Linked DNA regions of Rattus norvegicus: all the other regions are linked to region 3. Evidence: chromatin contacts called from public Hi-C data. All regions are on one chromosome and are shown on one strand. Each heading gives the region's core, a stretch centred on a gene start, on an enhancer-like site or on the middle of the called end of the contact. The rest is flanking DNA. Distances are from core to core; before and after follow the strand shown.

What was found. A called contact is a pair of places that touch in the nucleus more often than the background predicts.
Region 1: a contact with region 3 is called in a Hi-C map of liver, with 2.3 times the contacts expected there. The contact joins the enhancer-like site here to the promoter of Ctsc in region 3. A contact is called at or near these places in 2 of 12 Hi-C or Micro-C datasets (liver and mammary epithelial cells).
Region 2: a contact with region 3 is called in a Hi-C map of Schwann cells, with 2.6 times the contacts expected there. The contact joins the promoter of Rab38 here to the promoter of Ctsc in region 3. A contact is called at or near these places in 2 of 12 Hi-C or Micro-C datasets (Schwann cells and mammary epithelial cells).

Annotation. Positions count from the first base shown.
Region 1 is chr1:151,291,249-151,294,583 of GRCr8, forward strand. It overlaps Grm5 (glutamate metabotropic receptor 5), which reads left to right. Exons shown (of 9, transcript NM_017012.2): 9 at 1,287-2,311. The coding sequence ends at 2,175. Among named protein-coding and RNA genes, the nearest start is that of Ctsc, 150 kb to the right of the region's middle. Within about 2 kb of position 1,718, at least 2 of the 93 cell types and tissues checked have an H3K27ac peak or open chromatin away from gene starts, as enhancers often do. A contact at or near this core is called in liver, where this site is marked.
Region 2 is chr1:151,593,844-151,597,048 of GRCr8, forward strand. Rab38 (RAB38, member RAS oncogene family) reads left to right here and starts at 1,310. Exons shown (of 3, transcript NM_145774.3): 1 at 1,310-1,557. The coding sequence starts at 1,356.
Region 3 is chr1:151,439,422-151,442,868 of GRCr8, forward strand. Ctsc (cathepsin C) reads left to right here and starts at 1,628. Exons shown (of 7, transcript NM_017097.2): 1 at 1,628-1,848. The coding sequence starts at 1,677. LOC102554680 (a long non-coding RNA gene) reads right to left here and starts at 1,198. Exons shown (of 3, transcript XR_005499289.2): 1 at 1-1,198.

The DNA of each region.
Region 1 (3,335 bases), core at 468-2,967, 150 kb before region 3:
ACACATGTGATATTTGGGATATATTCCTTGAATGAGTCTTATAAACAATTAACTTTAGTTATGCAAACTAAGGTTAATAACCACTGCTTGAGGGGCTGGGGATTTAGCTCAGTGGTAGAGCGCTTACCTAGGAAGCGCAAGGCCCTGGGTTCGGTCCCCAGCTCCGGAAAAAAAAAATAAATAACCACTGCTTGAGAGAGGTTTTCATTCTTTAATGTCTTGTTTATACTGGGTAGAATGATACTGGCTAGGCCAAAGGTAGCAGGCACCCTCTCATCTTCAATTAATCTTCATGGGGATTCACAAAAAGATCCCTCCATGAGCTATCCCTGCAAGACAGGTATTATCCTCTGACCACCGTAATGTTTCTGACTGGAGCATCTATGTTCTGGTGGTTACCAGCCATTCTGGCATAAAGAAGAAGGCAGATTCTGAAGTTGAGGCATAATATATATCCTCACCAGAGTAGCCTTCAGAGCACACCGGCTGCCTGGGAGAAGAAAGCTTGAAGGCCTTCAGAATGTCTGTCAGTAAGGCAACACTTATCAAGGCCCTAATTCTAGATTGCTGTTCGAGGTGTTCAAGGCAATACATGACAGTTTTTCTGGTGGAATTATTACTCAAGTCGCAGACCTAAAATCAAAGTTATAAGAACTCCTGTGGTGTAGAAATTTTTAATAATTAGAAATGTGTGTGTGTGTGTGTGTGTGTGTGTGTGTGTGTTCATGAAATTCGTATTTTCCAGCAGATAAGGCAGACTAAATAAAACCAGGTTCAAAATCAGGAGTTCACCCAGCAATCCCTAAGTATATGTGCCCATCTGCAGAATAAAAGCTGATCTGGAGCTACTGACTGCTACCTGGTAATCTTGAATCTTTCACCTCTCCCTCCCTCTCCCATAACTGCTGGTGAGTTGAGGTCTTGGTTTAATTAACATTTCCATCTGGATGCTGCTAGACCTAAGAAACCTGCGGCTCTGTGCCAAGCTTTTCTATACACAACGCGATGGGACCAACCTCCAAATTTGCGTTGGCAGAACCAAGCATAGCTGTGCTCATGGTGAGGTCTAAATGACTGCAGAATACTGACAAATGGTCCTTCGTCCTAATACTTGATCCCCTTGCTGTAATAGCACAAATGACCACCTGTCCTGGTGGCTCATTCCTTCTAGGATGACAGAATGACCTTCCTGATCAAGTTCCCATCACCTCCCACCATTGGGGAAGCTACATGGAAGGCTACTGAAGCACATGCTGAGTCACCTCTCTGCTCTTTTCTCTCCACAGCTCCAACGGAAAATCTGTGACTTGGGCCCAGAATGAGAAGAGTACCCGGGGGCAACATTTGTGGCAGCGACTGTCTGTCCACATCAACAAGAAGGAGAACCCCAACCAAACGGCGGTCATCAAACCCTTTCCCAAGAGCACAGAGAACCGGGGGCCTGGTGCAGCGGCAGGTGGTGGCTCGGGTCCCGGTGTAGCTGGTGCTGGTAACGCAGGATGCACAGCAACAGGTGGCCCGGAGCCACCGGACGCCGGTCCCAAAGCGCTTTATGATGTGGCGGAGGCAGAGGAGAGCTTCCCCGCGGCTGCCAGGCCGCGCTCGCCATCGCCCATCAGCACGTTGAGCCACCTCGCAGGCTCGGCGGGCCGCACAGATGATGATGCGCCGTCGCTGCACTCTGAGACAGCTGCTCGCAGCAGCTCGTCCCAGGGCTCGCTCATGGAGCAGATCAGCAGCGTAGTGACGCGCTTCACAGCCAACATCTCCGAGCTCAACTCCATGATGTTGTCCACCGCGGCCACGCCGGGGCCCCCTGGTACTCCAATCTGCTCCTCCTACCTGATCCCCAAAGAGATTCAGCTGCCCACGACCATGACGACCTTCGCAGAGATCCAGCCGCTGCCGGCCATCGAGGTGACCGGAGGAGCTCAGGGGGCGACAGGGGTATCACCTGCCCAGGAGACGCCCACAGGAGCTGAATCCGCCCCGGGCAAACCAGATCTGGAGGAGCTTGTGGCCCTCACTCCACCATCGCCCTTCAGGGACTCGGTGGACTCGGGGAGCACCACCCCAAACTCTCCAGTCTCAGAATCGGCCCTCTGCATCCCATCCTCTCCCAAATATGACACTCTCATCATCAGAGATTACACGCAGAGTTCTTCATCGTTGTGAGCCACTGGAAACTTCCCTGAGATAGGCCTGAGCAGCAGACCTCGGTGTTCACAGATGGGCGCAGCGACACCCATAGTCACCCCAACAGAGAACCCGAGGTGAAAAATGCCAAGGACACACACGGTGGAGACATGAGATCAACAGTGCTATTTCATGACGGCCGATGACGACACCAACTACACATCTTCTGGCAGATTATCTTCTAGTGGCCTTAGAAAACATGGGCTTTTAAGAAACACTGCTTCTATATTTGGAGTGCTGACCAGGAGTGGGTTAAACAGTTTCAGTACCAAGTGCTTTGCTCTGAGGCAGCAACAGTATGAAGCAACATCCTGAACAGTGAAAAGTAGAGTTAATAAGCAACTGTGCATAGTCTCGTTTGTTTACTTCATTTTCCCAGAAGAGTCTTTGAGTCACCAAACATTGAATGTACATTTTCTAACTAACTCGAAAAATCTGGGACCAAAAGTCAACCTGTTTTTTCTCCTTTTTTTTTCCTTCCTTCCCTGGTCCCTCCATGTAGTAGACCTTGAGAAGCTAATAGTCACTAGTGCCCAGTACTTTCTCAGCTTGTGAGTCTACTGAGTAACACAAACGGGTAGTGAGTGTTGTGTTAATGTACAGAGAATTTCTAGCAGAGACTTTCCAAACAGGCTGGGAGATACACTTCTGAAAGCCTGCATCCTGGATACCATTAACCAAGAAAACCAGTGCAAGATTTCTGGACTATTTCACCATGTTGCCAATCAATACTGGAGTAGCAAAAAAAAAATATTTTCTGGAACACTGTTTTTTAATTCCCTCACTGGGGTGCATTGTGTAGCTGGAAATTCTCTTTGTAATAATAATTTGTGAGCTATAGCCTGGCTCTCTTTCACGATACACAGGCACTCCTCCTTATAAATACCCTTCCGTTAGTGTTGCCAGTTAAAATAGTAAGATACTCAATGAGCTTCCTTGTTTCTTTATTTGAGAACCTGATACACAAAGAGATCCTCTGTTGTTGGTGGCTGTTTTGCCCCCCAGTCCCACCTCTGGAAGAGTAGTCCATAAACCTGATGAAGATGTTACAATTGGAGGGGCTGATGTGGAAAATAATAAGAGTAACAGAATCTCAATACAGGAAAGTCAAGCATAGCAAGTGTTTTGCTATGCCCATA
Region 2 (3,205 bases), core at 60-2,559, 150 kb after region 3:
ATAGTGAGGGCTGAGCCACTCTGGGTCTCAATTTTCTCCTTATCTGCTAGTTTCTTCCATCAGATCTTCAGGCACAAAGATTTTTTTCTTTTTCCTACCTACAGGGGTGTGGTTTGGGATCTGGCAAGGGTCTGATTTTGTTGATGCTTCATAAAGAAATATAAAGACGAAATAAGACTGCATGGAATGAGTGTTTTTCTGAGCACACCGGGTAAAAATAACCCATTTTGAAGTAGAATACTGATCCCAAATATCTGCTCCCTCCTTCCCTCACAGCCTTAAGTTCCCCCGGAAATTCCCACCTGCCAAGGGAGACTTTCTCTGGTTTCCCTAAGTAAACAGTCAACCACATACAGACTTTCCATACTACCTTTCTTATATGTGTGCATTTATTCCGCTGGAGATCTCTGATTATTTTTATATCCCCACAAGCACACAGGTATCTGCATAGGTCAGCTACCTATGAACGAATGATTAAGTGAATGAATAAGAAAGCAGGTGTTGAATCCAGCAGGACCTGGATTTTAAGCAGGCACTTTCTTTACATTTCTAAGGTATATCCGGTTCTTGGGACTCCTTATTGTAAAAGAGGAAGAATAATGATACTTAGTTTTAAGACTTCCAGGATGACAAAGTGGTGCATTATGGGAAAATTTATAAATATCTGCTGTTACTTATAGTAAAACCACGTGTGTATCGCTCAGTCTAGATTGGAGGGTTTAGGATAAGGGTGGAGGCAGCAAGCTCTTTGCTTTTCACCTCTGGTGGCCTCTACTTAAAGTCATTAACAGTTGAATAGGTGAAAAGGTGCTAAGAGATCAGCAGTACTGTTTTATATAGCCCAAGCAAAAGGAGCTCAAAGGGTTTGTCTAATGTCATTCAACAATAGGGGCCATAGCACCTGCTGCTTTGGCCTCCCCAACCTCACAACACTGTGGGTGGCAACAGGGCCCCTTAGCCTCAGAAGACCTGTATACTTTTCAACTCTCAGTTCTCTCCCAGGCAGAACGTGGAAAACAAAACCCACACCTTACAAGTTTGTGTCATGGACGGAAGGCGAGAGAAAAATCTTTGCGAAAGTGTAAAGCACCGTGCAAATAAGAACTGGAACAGGCACGGAGGTCCCGGGTCCTTTGGTTTCCAGTCCCAGGAGTTGCTCCTGTCTCCTCCCACTTTGGAGACCGCGGAGTAGGAAGGATTAAACCCGGGGGAGGAGTTCCGCCCCAGCTCCCTAGCCTGTGCCAGCACGCCTAGCCTTAGCGCCCACATAGAGCTCCAGTCTCCGTCCTGTGCCGTGCCCCGGCTGTGCTTCCCAGGGCAAGCTCCAGGCTCCGCAAGACCCGCGGGCCTCCAGGATGCAGACACCGCACAAGGAGCACCTGTATAAGCTGCTGGTAATCGGCGACCTAGGTGTAGGCAAGACCAGCATCATCAAGCGCTACGTGCACCAAAACTTCTCCTCCCACTACCGGGCCACCATTGGTGTGGACTTCGCGCTGAAGGTGCTCCACTGGGACCCAGAGACGGTGGTGCGCCTGCAGCTCTGGGACATCGCAGGTGAGCACTCAGAGCAGCGCGCAAGGGGGTGAGGGTGGAATGGGACAGTGAGAGGTTGGGGGGTGGTGAAGGTTCCGGGAATGGAGAGTGACTTGAAAGCAGAGTCCTGGGACCCTAGAGTGCAATCAAACAGGACATCCAGATCTTCAGAGCGCTTCACTCTAGGAAACTTTGGCTTATTGACTTGGAAACCTGATTTCAAAGAAATGAAAGTGTTTTCTTGTTTCTTTGTTGTTGTTTCTGTTGGAGTGGGCCCAACTCTAGCTGCAATGGCTTGAGCTGGTTACTTCACTTTCCCCTGGAATTCTTGGGTGCAGAGCAGACTGTGGCCCGGATTCACAAGGAGACTGTAGACGCATTCTGTTTTCATTCTAGTCTTTTTCTGGCCTTAGGGAGCCCTGACTTGGCCCAGAATGTCTCACGTGGCTTTCATCCTTCGAGTTTAGAGGGGAAGCCCCTAGGAAACTTAAGAAGGAGCAGGGTTGTCTCCTGCTCTTTCCTGTTTGCCCTTTCTCGGTTTTTAGGAATTTAGTTTCTTCCAAATCTCACTACTATCACCTCACTCCTTCTTGACTTCTTTAGTCAGGTTGAGATGCTGAATTTGTATAAATCTAGAATGAACTATCCCTTCCCACACCGCTCCCCTCTTCCCTATCTCTCTTCCATCTCCCTCTATCCTCTTCACACACTGTCTCAAAAAGGAGACCGTGTTTGTGTTTTAGGACAACTTTTTTTTTTAAACTGAGACAGAATCCTGTCATTCAACTCTGCTAATCTAGATAAAGTTGACCTTGAACTCACAAAGATCCACTTGCCTCTGCCTCCCCAGAGGCAAGGGTAGGGGGTTTTGATGATGTTAATGTCATCTGCTTTAAGATTTCTTGATTTGATCTTGGTGTAGTTTTTGAGAAAACTAAAATGAGATCAGAATTTGACCAACAGTTTATACCAGCTCCTAGGCACAATGAAAACTGAGGCAGGCTGCAGTTTGTTCTCAAGACTGGGTCCTACTTGGCTGCTTGTAACCTGGGTATGCCTAGCTTCTTATTCCAGATGCTAACTCACCAGACCAGTAGCATTTTGAGTTGCAAATGGCTAGGCAGTGATAGCTCAAGAATCTTCTCACTTTGGAGTTTTAAACTCCAATGAATTCCCCATGATCCATTTTAAATGGCCCTACTTAATCTCTATTCATGGTTTGCAGCACCAAGAACCCCTTGATAAGTGCTGGATTTAAGTAAGGAGTTCTTTTTCAGAAGATATGTTCATTGCAGCTAGTGCATTTGGGTGGAAACATTTTGCCCTGACTTGAAATGAACACCGAGAAGGAAAACTCCTAAACGGACATGTATGGTCTTTGGATACATGTGCTTCTGCAGCCATGAGCTTGCAGGTCTTATGATAAGGTTTGCTAGTGTAGACAGGTTCATGGTTTGGAGTATTTAACAGTTCTAGAGAAGCAGGAGCTACTGGAGACGTGAAGATTGCATCCACTAGAGTCTTCTGAGCTTTTCCCTGTGAGCCTTTGCCCTCTGTTGCTGCATGTATTAGTGACTGAAATGTCTTACAGCCACACCAAAGTTCTCAGGATCCCAGTTTAAAATAGTGTACTGTTTAAAAGATGTAGTTGTAGCTAGCATCATGCAGC
Region 3 (3,447 bases), core at 378-2,877:
ATCTTCATTTCCTAATATCAGGATGTATTCATTAATCCAAAGTGACCCACAATTTTTATTTATCATTGATTTTAGAAAGGCTGCTTAAATTTTTTCTAATAAGTAAGTATTCTACTTTGATTATGTCCATCAAAGAAATTCTCAGATCCCACATTTACATCTACAATATAGATCATTTAGTAAAATGTTTAATGTTTCAAGAATGACAGACTGTAGAAATTTAGGAAAGTGATGGTAGTCTGTAATGGGACTTTTAAAAATGCTAGCTTAATTATACAATGTCAGTTCTTAATCCTATAAAGGCTTATAAGATCTAAAAGGTGTCAGCGCCTCCATATTTAGCTCTTGTAGCCTAATTTCATATGAAAGAACACTCTAGCCCCTTAGTTATCAAGAAGGACCCCTATCAAAGTGTGCCTTCTGGCTTAGAAGTCTGAGTGCTTTTAAATCAGAATTTAGAGACAGAAGTGGTTTGCTCTTCAAACACATTGCTTCCTCAGACTGCTTGTACTCAGTAGAAAGAAAAAAAAAGGCCTGCGTGTAAATACCTGTGATCTGTAGGATGAGGTTTAAAAAAGTGCATAAACATAGTAAGGCAAAGAGGCTCATCAAGTCTGCCTGGTTCATCTCTGTATTCTCAAATTAGCTCAGCAAGAACATGATCCCAGCCAACAACAGCCAGGCAACTCAGAACAGCTCTCCCCAGAGGAGGAGGCTTCCCTAATGACTGCTACTTAACAAATGCGGGCAAGACCCCACAGAGGAGGAAAGGTGCAACCATGCTCACAGGAACTCACCCTGGGGAAAGCCTGACACCGAGCTCAGAAGACCATCTTTCTGAGCAAGTTACTTCCTCTTTCTCTACCTCTTGCTTTCATTCCGAAAACAGAAGGCTTGAACAATGTCATCATCCCCTGTCACCCCCCTCACCCCCATTCAACTAAATCCTATAAAGTTCCAGAGAGGGGGAAAAAAAACGGATTCACCAAACCTGTAAATATGCACTACAATTGAAATCTTCTGGTAAGTAGACAGACAGGAGGCGAAACAAAACCCTGAAGATAGGAAGGTAGAGTTGTGAAATAGAACAGAAATTCTCAAACGAGTGGCTCAGGTTAGCTAGTAAACTTTTCCCACAGGAGTCAGAAATGCAGGAAAGCGGCCAAAACCAAGGGAAAGAGAATTAGCCTCCGTAGACTTAAGCCTCTTGTCAACCTTGTCCTGGCACAGGGTAGATTCTATTTTAATCACACTGACATTACAAAACACAGCAACAGAGTCCTCAGCTTCAGGGTCCCGTGAAAGAAAGGCAGAGGTCCCCAAAGGCCACTATCCTCCTTCCTCATGCTGGTGCTTGTCCCCACCCTACAGGATCACTAACTTCCTCAGGCCACAGGTAATTCTATCTCACTCAGCTCTTTCCACCTAGTGCTGCCTCACCTAGTCACACCCTGGCCCTCCCCACATCTCAGTCACTCCAAGCCCCTGTCCTCCCAGCCTGGCCGCTCCTCCCCCACCTCGTTCTGTTCTCAGCGTCCTGTAACCCCGCCCCAGGACCCAGGGTTTCCGGGCTCTTGGGTATTTTAGGGCGCGAGCCACAGGGGTCGCCTGACTCCCATCGCGTAGTGTTCTAGTTGTTGTTTTCTCTGCCATCTGCTCTCCGGGCGCCGTCAACCATGGGTCCGTGGACCCACTCCTTGCGCGCCGCCCTGCTGCTGGTGCTTTTGGGAGTCTGCACCGTGAGCTCCGACACTCCTGCCAACTGCACTTACCCTGACCTGCTGGGTACCTGGGTTTTCCAGGTGGGCCCTAGACATCCCCGAAGTCACATTAACTGCTCGGTAATGGGTAAGCCGCTTTCTGTGATCCCGACCCGTCCTTTTCGGTCCCTGGGTGCTTGCCGCGGGTCCGGCACTTATGGGTGACTGGAGAGTTAAGAGCTGACGAACGGTCCCTTGGGGGATCCGAGCCATGGCCGCTAAGTTGAAACTTGAGCTGCTGAGAACTTCTAACTTTACACTTACTTTCCTGATTATCTCACAACTTATATATTCAAGGAAACTTGCTCCTGGTGTTTCTACTTGTTTTATTTGCTTTGATTTCTTACAAGCAAATAGAGATCTGCTTTCTTGATCCTTCACTCAAGTCTGACAGGTTCTTGTTTTTAAAAATCGTGCTGAGCTCATACTCTGGGACCTAGCAAGCTGCCCCTCCCCCAACCCCACCGCCTGCAAAGGACTGTTTTACCTGCTCCTGCCCTTGACGTTTTGGACTGCTCTGTTTAAGGACTTCAAGAGATAGACAAAAGCTTTGTCCTGTTTCTTTTGTCACACTTTACCCAGTAGTGTTTGGAAATGAACCAAACTTAGTGCCACGCTCATGGAAGGCTCTCAGGGAATATGTAGTGAGTGAACACTGGGACATTCCACGTGCCTCAGACCTAGGAAATCACTAGTACGCGTGTCACAAGAGTGACACTTCTGGTCTCCCCTCTCAGTCTGAGTAGCAAAGACAGTTCTAAACTGTAGTTTTCTTGTGAATAGAATAAAGGCTGTCACATATCCCACCTCCTCTCCCCCCAAAGAAGATTCATTTAATTAATTCCAGGTGACTGGGTTTAGCTTAATCCTGGGCAGTGTCTACAACAGTTTGTTTCTTTTCTAAATTTGAGCTTGGAGACGAGGCAGAAGGGAGAGACAGGGTTGGCATTGCCTTATCACATGAAGTTTTTGATAAGTTATTTCTCCACCTGCAAAATAAGCCAATTCAAGCCAGATCACAGATCTATCTTATCTATCTATCTATCTATCTATCTATCTATCTATCTATCTATCTATCTATCTATCTATCTATCTCTATCTCAGGTTTATTGGGAAGCTGCGTTTGTTAGGGGATGCAAGTTCACTGGCCAGGGAAGCAGCCTTGTGACAGGAGACAGAGGAGAGGGGGAAGAGATAGAAAGTTCTCACAGAGGGTCAGAAGAGAGGAGGGACAAGAGAACAAAATGTCTGGATTATATAGGGAAGAGCCTCTGGGGGAAGGGCAGCCCTGCTCCAAGGCTGCAAAGTTCAGGATAGAGGGCTTCGTGCACCAGGTAGGGACCAAGGGATGCTGGAAGAACCTGAAGGTCAGGCCTACTTTGATAAGTAAAATACTCACATAAGCCACTTGTCGGGGATGAAATCCAACTGTCTCCATCTAATGTGTTAATCTGAAAGAAAGAAAGAGAAAGTAAGAGAGACTAATGTGTGAAACATACATGGATATAGCTGAATAGGAGCCTCTGCCTATAAACCTACTCTTGACTCTAACTCAATTAAAGACACACAGAGATCTGACCCCTGATATGAAAATTAAACATTGATCCCTATCAACTCAAATCATTTTTATATATTAGAAGACTCATGTTGGCTGAATCCTTTGGAAGGATGTATACTGAGGTGTTAG